Linked DNA regions of Mus musculus: region 2 is linked to region 1. Evidence: chromatin contacts called from public HiChIP or PLAC-seq data. All regions are on one chromosome and are shown on one strand. Each heading gives the region's core, a stretch centred on a gene start, on an enhancer-like site or on the middle of the called end of the contact. The rest is flanking DNA. Distances are from core to core; before and after follow the strand shown. Region 1 has its middle 28 kb from the start of Scn3b. Region 2 has its middle 51 kb from the start of Gm39319.

Region 1 (5,519 bases), core at 818-3,317:
CATGGTACTGGGAATTCGGAAGTAGGTGACATTGCAGCTCAGCATAAGATCTAGAGCTGAATTTCTAGCTTTTCCCTCTCATTGATACTGTTTGTATTCTTGGGCTAGTGACTACCATTTCCTGGGCTGATGTCTTCTGACAGCTTGTCACTGTTTTACACATGATTCTTTGATCCATCCGTTTCAAACATTCATTGAGTTAATAAATCAATCATCAGACACCTATGGAGCATGTGCAGTATGCCAGGCACTCTTCTTGGCTCTAATGGCAAAGCAGTGTGTATGACAATCTGCCCTCATTCGGGCGCGATGGTGCCCACCTATGGCCAACACTCAGAAGGCAGAGGGAGGAGAATTGCAAGTCTGAGGACAGCCTGGGCTACATGGCAAGACTTGACCTCATTCCTACCCTTGAAAAGCACAAGTAAATGATTAAAAACGATCATCTTCGTTACTAGGGATACACCCTAGTGAGGGTAGCATGTATGCTTTAAATCCTTCACAGTCCTAATGATGCAAACATTGCAGGGATTGTGTAAGTTATAAGAGACCTGTGTTCTAGTCTCAGTTGTAAATCTGAGTTATCATCTCTCTTTGTATTCAAAGATGCATTCAGCCCAGGAATATTGAAAAGACAATATATTCCAAATCAGATACTGAATCCTGAAGAGAAAAAAGTATCTCAAAAGTGAGCTGCCCCCCCCCCCCCACAAAGCTTTAATCTGCAGGATTTATTTATTTATTTATTTATTTATTTATTTATTTATTTATTTATGTGTTTCTCTGCCTGTCTGACTTTATGTATCTGTGTGTGAAATGTTCTTAGCTGGGTTCCTTTTTTTTTTTTTCGAGACAGGGTTTCCCTGTATAGCCCTGGCTGTCCTGGAACTCACTCTGTAGACCAGGCTGGCCTCGAACTCAGAAATCCGCCTGCCTCTGCCTCCCGAGTGCTGGGATTAAAGGTGTGCGCCACCACGCCCGACAGCTGGGTTCCTTTTAAGCCTGCAGTGTGCTGTCATTGGACAAGAAATGCACATGTTGGTCACATGAAGCCAGCTCAGACACAATACACGCAACTGGTGCCCTTAGCTATACCTGGCCTTCCAGGCCATGCCCAAGAAAGTATCAGTAAAGATCAGGATTTTGGGAGTCAAAAGAGCATTACTGTTGTGTATTTGGACATGAATCTGTTTGGGGGAACACTTCATAATTGTGGGTTACAGGGAATCTTGAAGGAGGGGAGGGAGGGGTAATGCTTTGTTTGGTCTGTGTACCACACCCCCATTCTCATCTTAGAGTGGATGGTCCGTTTTAGTTCCTGCTTGTTGTCACATTATAAGGGGGAGGTGCTTTTTCTCCTGAAAGAGTTTCCATGGCAACCTCATCCAGCAGGCAAAGAACAGCAGCTCTCTTAGCTTCAGCTCAAAGGTTGAGAGATAAAAATATACTCTCATTAATCCAGGATCCATGTATGGTTAGGACAGGAATTACCTGAAAGTGTCAAACCAGCTGGGGTGAAATTTGATATTTTCTTGCATTTCTTAAGACACACAACAGACCACCAAAGAAAGAGCTGGTGCTCTGCCTTCAGCCCAGCTCCTTGGGAAGCAAGGCTGCTTCCGTGAGGCTGGATTTGGCTGTTAGCGTTTCTCTCCGAAGATCTCTCCCCTGCACTTTCATATTGCAAAAGATCCTGTGACCTGGGCGCCAACATGGCTGGATAGGAAAGCACAGAGTACAAATGCTAGTTCAGGGTTGATTATTATACCCTCACAACTCGAAATCAACCGTTTAGCCACAAGCTTCACGACACCTCCGCGTTTCTTTTCTTTCTTTCTTTTTTTTAAGCTTTAAAACTCTACCTTCCCCGATGAACGCCCAAGTGAACAGTGAGGCTTAAATGAGGGCATAAATATGGAACATTTTTCCGGACGTGGGAAAGCTGTGCTAATGTACACGGCGAGGAAGACTATGATTAATGTGCTCGAGCCTGCTAAGGGAGGGTGTGTGGGAACAGGCAGTGCCGCTCTCCCTTCTGGGTGGGAGGGGAAGCCGTGCTCCCTCAGCAAAGGGACATTCGCTCTCAAACGGGCCACGCCCACAAGGTAGAGCTTCCATCCCCCACCCCCACTAGAAGTGCAGTCTCTGCCTTAAATCCAGAATAAATTCCCCCTTCATTCCACCCACCCACCCACACAGATGTGTTCCCTACTTCCCATGTGGCACCCTCAGATCTACCCCAGCCTGCCTGTCTGCTGCTGGCTTTGTGCTGGGCCTGTGCTCCCGCAAGGACATCACTCCGTTCCTTGAGCTGTGAGGCTCCCTTTCTTTCTCAGGCATTGTTAACTTTTCTCCAGCAGGCTCTAGTGCTGCGGTCTACTTCTCTCTGTTGCTGCAGCTGCTTCCCCCTTGGAGTGTGCATTTCTTGCTCCACCCAACCAATCTCAGCGCACTACAATGACCCTTGCCAGCGACTAACCCTCAGGAAGAAGTCTTTAACATCTTGGGAGATACCTTAGTTTTAACATTTTTATGTCAAGGTGGAGAGATGGTTCAGCGGGCAAAAGCTTACCAGGAAAGCCCGACCACTTGAGTTCAATGCAGGGAGCCCGGGACCGGGAAGGAGAAGATCAACTCTTGAAAGTTGTCCTCAGACTTCCACACACTCAGAGCACACGATCACACTCACAAGCACCATTCACACAACAACAGATTTTAAAAATCCCTCTTAATTTGGCCTTCAGTTTCCCTAACCTTTAAAAAACAATTGTCAGTTCTCCTGACTACAAATACTGAGTCTGTGCCGTCTTTACCGGACTCCCAGTGGGAACATCTTGGAGACTCAGAAGTCTGGCCTTGGTGCCCGTGTGAACTACACTATGAACCCCCCCCCCATTCACTTGTCTTCATTTCTTCTTTCAGTGTTGAGAAATAAACCTAAGTGTGTGTGTGTGTGTGTGTGTGCGCGCGCGCGCGCGCATGCATGTATGTGTGCACTTGCCCATGTATGCATGTGCAGAGGTTGAGCAATTCTGGGTTAAAATTTTGGAAATGAGTGGGTAGATGCTTATGGTATCTACAGGCTCACCCTCCCTTTTGTTGGGTATTTCAGCTAAGGTCATCCCCCGTTGGGTTCTGGGAACATTTTGCTTTCCTGGAATTTTGGAACTTTCTGGTGGTTACTCCCTGTTCCCCGCCCTCTATTGCTATGCACCTCTGTTCTATTTCCTGACCCTCAGTATATCGCCCCCGACTGCTGCCATACCTGATTCTGCTCTCCCTTTCCCCTCCCCCTCCTCCTTTCCTCCCAAGTCCCTCCCACCCTCTACCTCCCGGGAGTATTTTATTCCTCCTTCTAAGAAGGACTGAAGCATCCAAACTACAGGTATCCTTCTTCTTGAGCTTCATATATGGTCTGTGAGTTGTATCATGGGTTTTCTGAGCTTTTTCCCTAATATCCACTTATCAGTGAGTGACTGAGCCAGCTCAGTTGGTCAACAGGTTCTCCCAGGCAGGGGCAAAGGATTAAAAAGAAAAAGGACAATTAGACAACACTGTAGCATGACCCCAGCCAGTTCTGAGGCTGAAGCGGGTTTATTATTTTTCCAGTCTGCTTTTATACCATTTTTGTACACACAAAATAATAAGATCAGTTCTAGGTCAAGAAAAAAGCAAGGCAGTAAACAAAATCCTGTAAACAAAAGGAATGCCACATGTGCCTTGGCTGAGTCGGCTCTGAGATTTGCATTAATTCAAATGTAAATGTTCTTAGTCCGAGCCTTTTTCTTGAGTCCTAGCTCAAAGTCAGATTCCCTCCTTAAGCTCTCTTCCTTGTCCTGGCCAGAGGTCAATTTCCCTCCAAGTTTCTAGAAGTGGCCTCCAAAAGCTCTCCACAGTGAGTACATATCATGTGTGTTCTTTTGTGACTGGGTTACCTCACTCGGGATGATATTTTCTAGCTCCATCCATTTATTTGCCTTCGAATTTCATGAAGTCATTGTTTTTAAATTGCTGAGTAATTTACACTGTGTACCACATTTTCTGTATCCGTTCCTTTGCTGAAAAATATCTGGGTTGTTTCTAGCTTTTGGCTATTATAAATAAGGCTGCTATGAAAATAGTGGAGCATGTTTCCTTGTTTTTTTTTTTTAAAAGATTTATTTATTTATTTTATGTAAGTACACTGTAGCTGTCTTCAGACATTCCAGAAGAGGGAGTCAGATCTTGTTACAGATGGTTGTGAGCCACCACGTGGTTGCTGGGATTTGAACTTCGGACCTTGGGAAGAGCAGTCAGGTGCTCTTACCCACGGAGCCATCTCACCAGCCCATGTTTCCTTGTTATATGTTGGAGCATCTTCTGGGTATATGCTCATGAGTGGTATAGCTGGGTTCTCAGGTAGTACTATGTCCAGTTTTCTGAGGAACTGCCAAACCGATTTCCAGAGTTGTTGTACCAGCTCACAATTCCACCACCAGTGAAGGAGTGTTCCTCTTTCTCCACATCCTTGCCAGCATCTGCTGTTGCCTTAGTTTTTGATCTTAGCTGTTCTGAGTGATGTAAGGTGGAATCTCAGGGTTTTGATTTGCATTTCCCTGATGACTAAGGGTGCTTAAAAAATTTTTTTTTCTTTTTTGTTTTTTTGAGACAGTTTTTCTGTGTAGTCTTGGCTGTCCTGAAACTAACTCTGTAGACCAGGCTGGCCTCGGACTCTGAAGTCCACCGCTATCTGCCTTCCAAGTGCTGGGATTAAAGTCATGAACCACCACTGCCCAGCAAAATAAGCCTTTTTAAAAAAATTATTAAAAATTATTTATTTATCTTATGTATAAGAGTACACTGTAGCTGTCTTCAGACACACCAGAAGAGGGCATTGGATCCCATCTCTCCAGACCCCTGAACATTTCTTTAGGTGTTTCTCGGCCATTCAATATTCCTCAGTTGAGAAGTCTTTGTTTAGCTCTGTACCCCATTTTAAATAGGGTTATTTGGTTCTCTAGAGTCTAACTTCTTGAGTTCTTTGTATATATTGCATATTAGCCCTCTCTCGATGTAAGATTGGAAAGATCTTTTCCCAATGTCTCCTTTCTTGCTTCCTCTAATTGGGACTTCCCTTACTGTGTTAAATAAGAATTCTGAGAGTGGACATCCTTGCAAAGTTCCTGAAACTTAGGGGAGTCTCTAGCATATGATGTTAGCTATAGAAATATAGAAATATTAGTTTCCAGTTTTGATTTTGATTATTCTTCCTACTTTTGTATTAATGTGCATATGACTCATAAAATACAGTGGGAAGTGGTTTCTCCTCTTCCAGATGTCTGGCCTGCTGCTCTTTCTTGTCTGCCCTATTTGTCCTCACGGTGTTGTCACTACATCCCCCATTTTTATAGGGAATGTGGGAAAACTCACCTTCAAGTCACTACATGTAACTCAAAGTCCCCACAATGGTTCTTCCAAGTTACTGCCCATGTTCAAGATCAAACAGCTTCATCAGTGGAGACACAGAGCCTCTCGGTTCT
Region 2 (6,132 bases), core at 811-3,310, 370 kb before region 1:
CAACAAGCTGCAGCATCCAGGCTTTTTACGGAGCGTTTGATATGCCGGCATAATTGGTACACTCAGTCTCTGGCTCCCCACCCTCTCTGTGCTCGGTCTCTTGGTCATAGTAGGCTTACGTGAGAACTAGCCACTACCCAGAGCCGGCTCATTACTACAAACTCAGGGGCTCCTAGAACTTGGGAAATCAAGGGTTTTACAAGCTTCCTCCCAGAAACCTGGAACAAAACCCAGACACATCCTTTTACGACAATAGCGGAGCCATGCAGCTTCTGTGTCTGCGGATTCCGGGCCAACTGCTTTCCTTTATGCCAAACTCCATCCTAGGCAAGCCTTCCCTCACCTGAATTTCTGACTATGAATTACTCAAGATTTATCCTGACCTCCTGGAGAGCTAGAGAGAGGTTTCCTGAATTTCAAAACCACATCCCGCCCTTCCGTTTCTGCCCACTTGAAACCAGACACAACCCACATTCCAGTCCGGTCCTCTGTCCCCGTCCGTCTGTACACCCATCACCCCCCCTCCCGCCCCCAGCCTCCTGCCCCCAGCCTCCCGCCCCCGGGGTGGAGGTAATGAAGCCACAGCAGGAAGAACGCTGGCAACTGAATGTGCAAATCTTGAGGAAAGTGAGCCACGTGGGCCAAGCCAGCTCAAGATGTAGACGTCTGCATTTATCCTTAAAATGTGTTTTAAATATTCCCCTCCCCATCCCATCTCCTCGGTAGCAGTAGCTATGTTCTGAGGCTTGCAAGGTGAAAAGGACGGGTGGATGTGAAGTGATTTCAAAGGAATAAAGTTCTCCGGCCGTAGTTTGTACAGGAGCCGTGCAGACATCCATTTTAATTATTGATGCGAAGCCCTGTCACTGGTGAGGAGGAAAGGGGCTTTCTTTTGTTGCACACGTTCTATGCACTGTGGTCCACACACCATTTAACCCTCACCATCCCGTGGATTGTGTTTCAGATCCTTCCCTAACAGCGGATCTGCAAGATTAAAGAATTAAGCCTGTATCTGGCTGCCTCCAGTTGCTGGTAATAGCCAGAAAATGTTGCTCATTATGCTTGTTTGCTCTGTGCTTTATTAAATATTATTTTATATGATTATGTAATTAAACTGTGATCCTCTGAAACCGGTCATTTTAAAAGCGGGGGAGGGGAGGGCAGCTGAACAAAGCTAATCAAAGAAATGCTTCATTTACATTAATCCTGCTGGGAGACTGTTCGGGTCATTTCTCTGAATACCCGGGTGACCTTGCTTAGCTTAGTGTAAACATTAGGCTGCTTCCCGTTATTAAACCTCTGCTAATTCAGGCTCCTGATGCAGAGCAAATGCGCTATTAATGATAAATGCAGCAATCACATAAAAGGCTCGCTATGGGATTATAAGAGCAGCCGGATTCAAGCTCCGGTTTCCAGTGTATCTCCGTATTACTGACCTAAGTTGATAAAGGAGAGGGTTTTAGGAGGATGGTTGCAGAGACCTGGCCTCTGAATTAGCTCTGTACTAGTGCCACCTAGTGGCCATGGTGGGCTCCAGCAGGTTCTTCATATTTCTAAGGGTTGGGCTCTGGGGCTCCGCCTTTCTTAGCTACCCAAACTGGTGTTTCTGTTCTGTTTTGTTTTTTGTTTTTTAAAACAAAGGCACTGGAGCTACTTGTGTGATAGAAGGTGTATGGCGCAGTCGTTTACTTCAAATTGATGCAAAAATTTAAGTACCTGAGATGGTGAGTTTGGAACCTTCGATCATTTTAGTATAGCTCAAGAATGCTGGCTCTCCTGCTCCTTTCCGACCCCTGATTCCTGAGGAACCCATCCGTACCCTTCTTCCACATCTTCCCACGACAGCGTCCTCAGTTGACACCACAGCCCAGAAGGAAAATGAGAAAGTCCAGTCGTTCCCCAGAACACTCACTCTGTCAATGGATTTTATTTTCTCTCTCCAGGTGTCTCTCAGCCACATGCCTGGCAGAGGCTGCTCAGAAATAATTCCTCAGCACTGCTCCTGAACGATGGGGGAACATCTGCAGTGTGCCGTGACTGACTAAGTGCAGAGAACACGCAGTTGGTTAGCTATACTTCCTCACTCAGAGAAAGACTAGAATGTGTGAGCAAGGAGACAGACTCCTCCTGCTACAATACACACCAAATGGGGTTGTCGTAACAGAGGGACAAGGGAGCCAGAGCAGGATCTGAAGTGGGGTTTGCCCTGGTTTTAACCCTGGATCTGTTACGTGTACAGTTGGAAAAATGATTGGTCACCGCAATTAGGAGTGAAAAGGGTGACACCGACTGTCAAGGCTCTGGTGTATCTTGGCATTACTGGGCTTGGTTGATAAAGGAGACTGATTTTTGGAAGGGAATGGCCATAGAAATCACCAGACCCTGAAAGACTACCGTTTTTGAATATTACTGAAAGACGTGCTCAGAGTGTATCCAAACCAAAGCACCTCCCAACAGTGATGTTCATGTTCAAGTCAGGAAACTAGAAAAAATGCCGATAACATGTATTTGTATATGTCTGTAGTATGTATGAATGGTGCGTGCACATGGTGTCTGGGTATGCATGCTCAAGCCTGTGCATTTGGGGCCAGAGCCGGACATAAGGGGTCTTCTTCTATAACTCTTGGCCTTATTGAGTTGAATCAGGGTCTGTCCCTGAACCTGAAGCTCACTATTTTGCTTAGTCTGGCTGGCCGGCCAGCTCTTACAATCTTTCTATCTTTGCCCCTTAATGCTAAGTTTACAAGCATGTGTTGCCTTGCCCAGGGTGCTGGGGATTTGAATTCAGGTCCTCATGTTTGCAGAGCAAGTGCTCTTACCTACTGGGCCATCTCCCCAGTCCAATAACAGCAATATTAACTGTATAAAGCTCCACATATATGCCGGCCAGAGTAGTATGTTTCCTCGCTCACTGTGATGATAAAATACCAACAAAGAAATTTAAAGCAGGGAGGGTATAACCCATCATGGTGGGGGAGTCCTGGTGATAGGGGTTCGAGGCCTGTTGCATCTGAAGCTTGGAAACAGCATGCTGAAGGCTGCAGCAGCTCGGCTCACTCTTTTCCTTTATCTGCAGCCTGGCGTCCTGGCCTGTGGAGTGGTGCCGCTCACACTGACGGTGGGCTTTCTACACCAATTAACCCATCTTGACACTCCCTGCCTGGGGTCCTGGCCTGTGGAGTGGTGCTGCCTACAGTTAGTTAGACTTTCTACATCAATTAACCCATCTTGACACTCCCTGATAGACACTCACAGAGGTTTGTCTCCTAGGTGGCTCTAACTAATCACATGTGTTTTCATTTTAGTTCAGCATCTGGTGATATAAGACTTCTTAATACACAGGAAATATGAGTCAATTTGGGTTTATATAAGCTGAGAGTAGTTACTCTTGCTATAAAACAAGAGTAATGTTATACACACTCCTCTCCTGATATTTATAAAAGTCGTATCAGTATCTTTACAGATACTGATTCTTATAATCTGGGGACCTATAGAAAGGCACGTCAATCAAACTTTACGCTTAACGCCTGGAGTGTGTGTGTCTGGATTTCCTGATCATGGTAAGCTACTTTTATGAGGCTCTGTGAATGAAAGAAAAACCCTAGCTAAACAGCTGCTGTCTTTCTTTGCCACATAAACCATTCTACGATGTGCCTTGTGATACTGAACCTGGGTCTCATTTCTCCTTTGTTACAGGGACACCAAAGGAGGACGGGAAGCCAAGAGGAGGGAGTTAAGAATCTTCGCATTCTTGTTGCCTGCTATTTCTGTCCCTGTTGATGCAACAGCAGTTCTTTAAGTAGCAGCAGCAGGTCATTTGGGTATCTCCCACACTCCCTGCACCAGCTGCCAGGTGCCTCTGCTGCAAGATGCACCTGCTGTGCATGCGCACACTGTAGTTCTCAGGAAGCTATGGCTCTGCCCTCTGCACACCCAGCCTCTTAAGGCTCAGGCCCCGTTTCCCTTTTGCTTCTGTATTTTTATGTGAGCAACCAGGCAAGACCACTCATTACATATTTGGAAGCGTTTTGCCCTTTGAAAGCAGGCAAGTGGTTTAAAAACTTTCAATACATTTATTTGTGACAATGTGTATGTGCAAGCTTGTGTGTGAGCGCATGTGTGTGTGTCACAGGATACACGTAGAGGCCAGAGGATGGATTACAGGAGTGGGTTTTTGCCTCCCACTGCGTGGGGCATGAGAACTGAGCTCAGGTCACTGGGCCTGGTGGTTAGGGTCTTTCTGCTGAGACATCCCGCTAGCCTGATAACTTCAAGTTCTGGTAGTTTCCTGTACATCTCTTGTTCCCGCTTTTCCACTAAATCTGAAAGCAGAATATCCTAAAGAAAAGCCTCAGACCTCCTCTACTATAGTGATGGGTGTGAGGAAGTATCCCTTTCCTTCTTTCTCTTGATTTTCTACCCAAATCCAAGAGGTCCCCAGAGAACTTTCTGGCCCTTTCCCTTAAAGGTGCTAAGGGAGGCTAGGACAGGAGTCTCCTTGCATCTCACCTTAGCTCTTCCTATTCTATACTGCCACTCTCCAGTGGGATTGTGAGGCAGAAGATTTGGCCCATCCCACTTAGGGAGGAACAGCTCTTGTTTACATCCATTCAGAGCAACCAAAGACAAAGACAAAACCAGGCATTTGGCAAGCCAAGCTGATCAAACATGATCCCTGCCCTAGAGCAGGCTTTATCTAGTAACGGCAAGTCATTGCACAAGTCTGAGCCCAAGCCTAAATACTTTTATCATGCAGTCAATCATTTGAGTCTAATGCCATCTGTGAAGGTCTGCGGAGGCTGCTTGAGAGGATATATAACAACTGAGAGGCACCCCAGACACATCAGCATGTGTTGGGTGGCGCAAAGTTGCCTGAGAACTTTTGTGTGTAGGACTGTACGGGGAGGTCCATAAAGCTAGGGCAGAAGGCTAGGCACACTGGGTAACTGAGGTAGAACCCAGAGACCATGGGAAGCTGGCAGGGATGAGGTCCATCTGCAGCAGAAACAGCTCATACCAGCAGTTGTGTGAGAGAGCTGGCAAAGATCTGAGACAGGAGAGTGGCTACAAGCTGGTGTAATACTAGCTGGTGGCTCCAAAGATGTGTAAGAGATTTTCTAGTGCTTTCTGAGCCAAACAGTGATTCAAAGCAGTGGGTGCAAATGAATAAAGCCTGTGGCCAAGTTTCTTCTTGGAATATCACATCCAGCAGAGGCACTGGGTTCTACCTGGGATGACTGTGTTGCAAGGAGAGCTGAAGTATCCGGGGGACCATAGGAAGGACCAATGGGCAGGCAGTAAGGATGTGTGTGTGTGTGTGTGTGTGTGTGTGTGTGTGTGTGTGTGTGTGTGTGTTTGTGTGTGTTTCACAGTTTGGAGTGTGCCACATGGCAGTGTCTGAGTGTCATTCCCTAGGCTACTGAGAACTGGTATTGATCTGGAAGGACATGATGCGAGGCCATGGGTCATGAAGTCTAATCCAGCAGCTGTGTGTAGGAGGCATCGGAGCAGGAAGGAGGTTGTGTCAGTTGTTTTCTTGTTGCTACGACAAACAGCTGCCAAGAAACATCTTAAGAAAGGAAGGACTTATTTTGGTTATAGTTTGAGTTCTTTAAGGCCAGGAAGCCGTCATGGCAGAAACATGAGAGAGGTGTCACACAGCAGACCTAAAGCCTCAAGGCCTTCCCACAGTGACTCATTTCCTCCAGTGAGGATCCTACTTCTTGAGGGTTCTGTGACCTTCTGAAATAACACTGAAGAGGTCAACTAACTAAAAACTGTTGGAAAATTCCACCAGGCACCCCTTCCCTCCTGGAATACGTAGGCCATAAGGGAGAGGTTGATTTAACCCCCCCCCCCCCACTACCTCATTCCCTAAAGACCAGTTTAAAGGAAGCACTGTTCTGCCAATCATATTGTGCCTAGTTGCTGATGCTCTATTCTGCCCCTGGAAACTGTATAAAAACTCGCACTAACGGCCACCAGGGGTTGCTGCCTCTCCTTCGGGTGCAGAACAACCCCAGCATGCTAAAACAATAAATTCCTCTTGCTTTTGCATTGATCCTAGGCCCTGCATGGTTCACTCAGAGGTTTTCCCAGTAGCTAAGGCTCGTCAGAGTCTTACAACACTAC

What was found. HiChIP or PLAC-seq counts read pairs in DNA pulled down with a chosen protein or histone mark.
Region 2: a contact with region 1 is called in an H3K4me3 HiChIP or PLAC-seq map of bone marrow-derived macrophages, with 4 times the contacts expected there. The contact joins two enhancer-like sites. A contact is called at or near these places in 6 of 484 Hi-C or Micro-C datasets (cerebellar granule neurons, cerebral cortex, cortical neurons and 2 more) and 5 of 115 datasets of contacts at active chromatin or transcription factors (bone marrow-derived dendritic cells, bone marrow-derived macrophages and embryonic stem cells).

The regions. Positions count from the first base shown.
Region 1 is chr9:40,238,204-40,243,722 of GRCm38.p6, reverse strand. No RefSeq gene overlaps it. Among named protein-coding and RNA genes, the nearest start is that of Scn3b, 28 kb to the left of the region's middle. Within about 2 kb of position 2,067, at least 115 of the 459 cell types and tissues checked have an H3K27ac peak or open chromatin away from gene starts, as enhancers often do. A contact at or near this core is called in bone marrow-derived macrophages, cortical neurons and embryonic stem cells, where this site is marked.
Region 2 is chr9:40,611,954-40,618,085 of GRCm38.p6, reverse strand. No RefSeq gene overlaps it. Among named protein-coding and RNA genes, the nearest start is that of Gm39319, 51 kb to the left of the region's middle. Within about 2 kb of position 2,060, at least 63 of the 459 cell types and tissues checked have an H3K27ac peak or open chromatin away from gene starts, as enhancers often do. A contact at or near this core is called in bone marrow-derived macrophages, cortical neurons and embryonic stem cells, where this site is marked.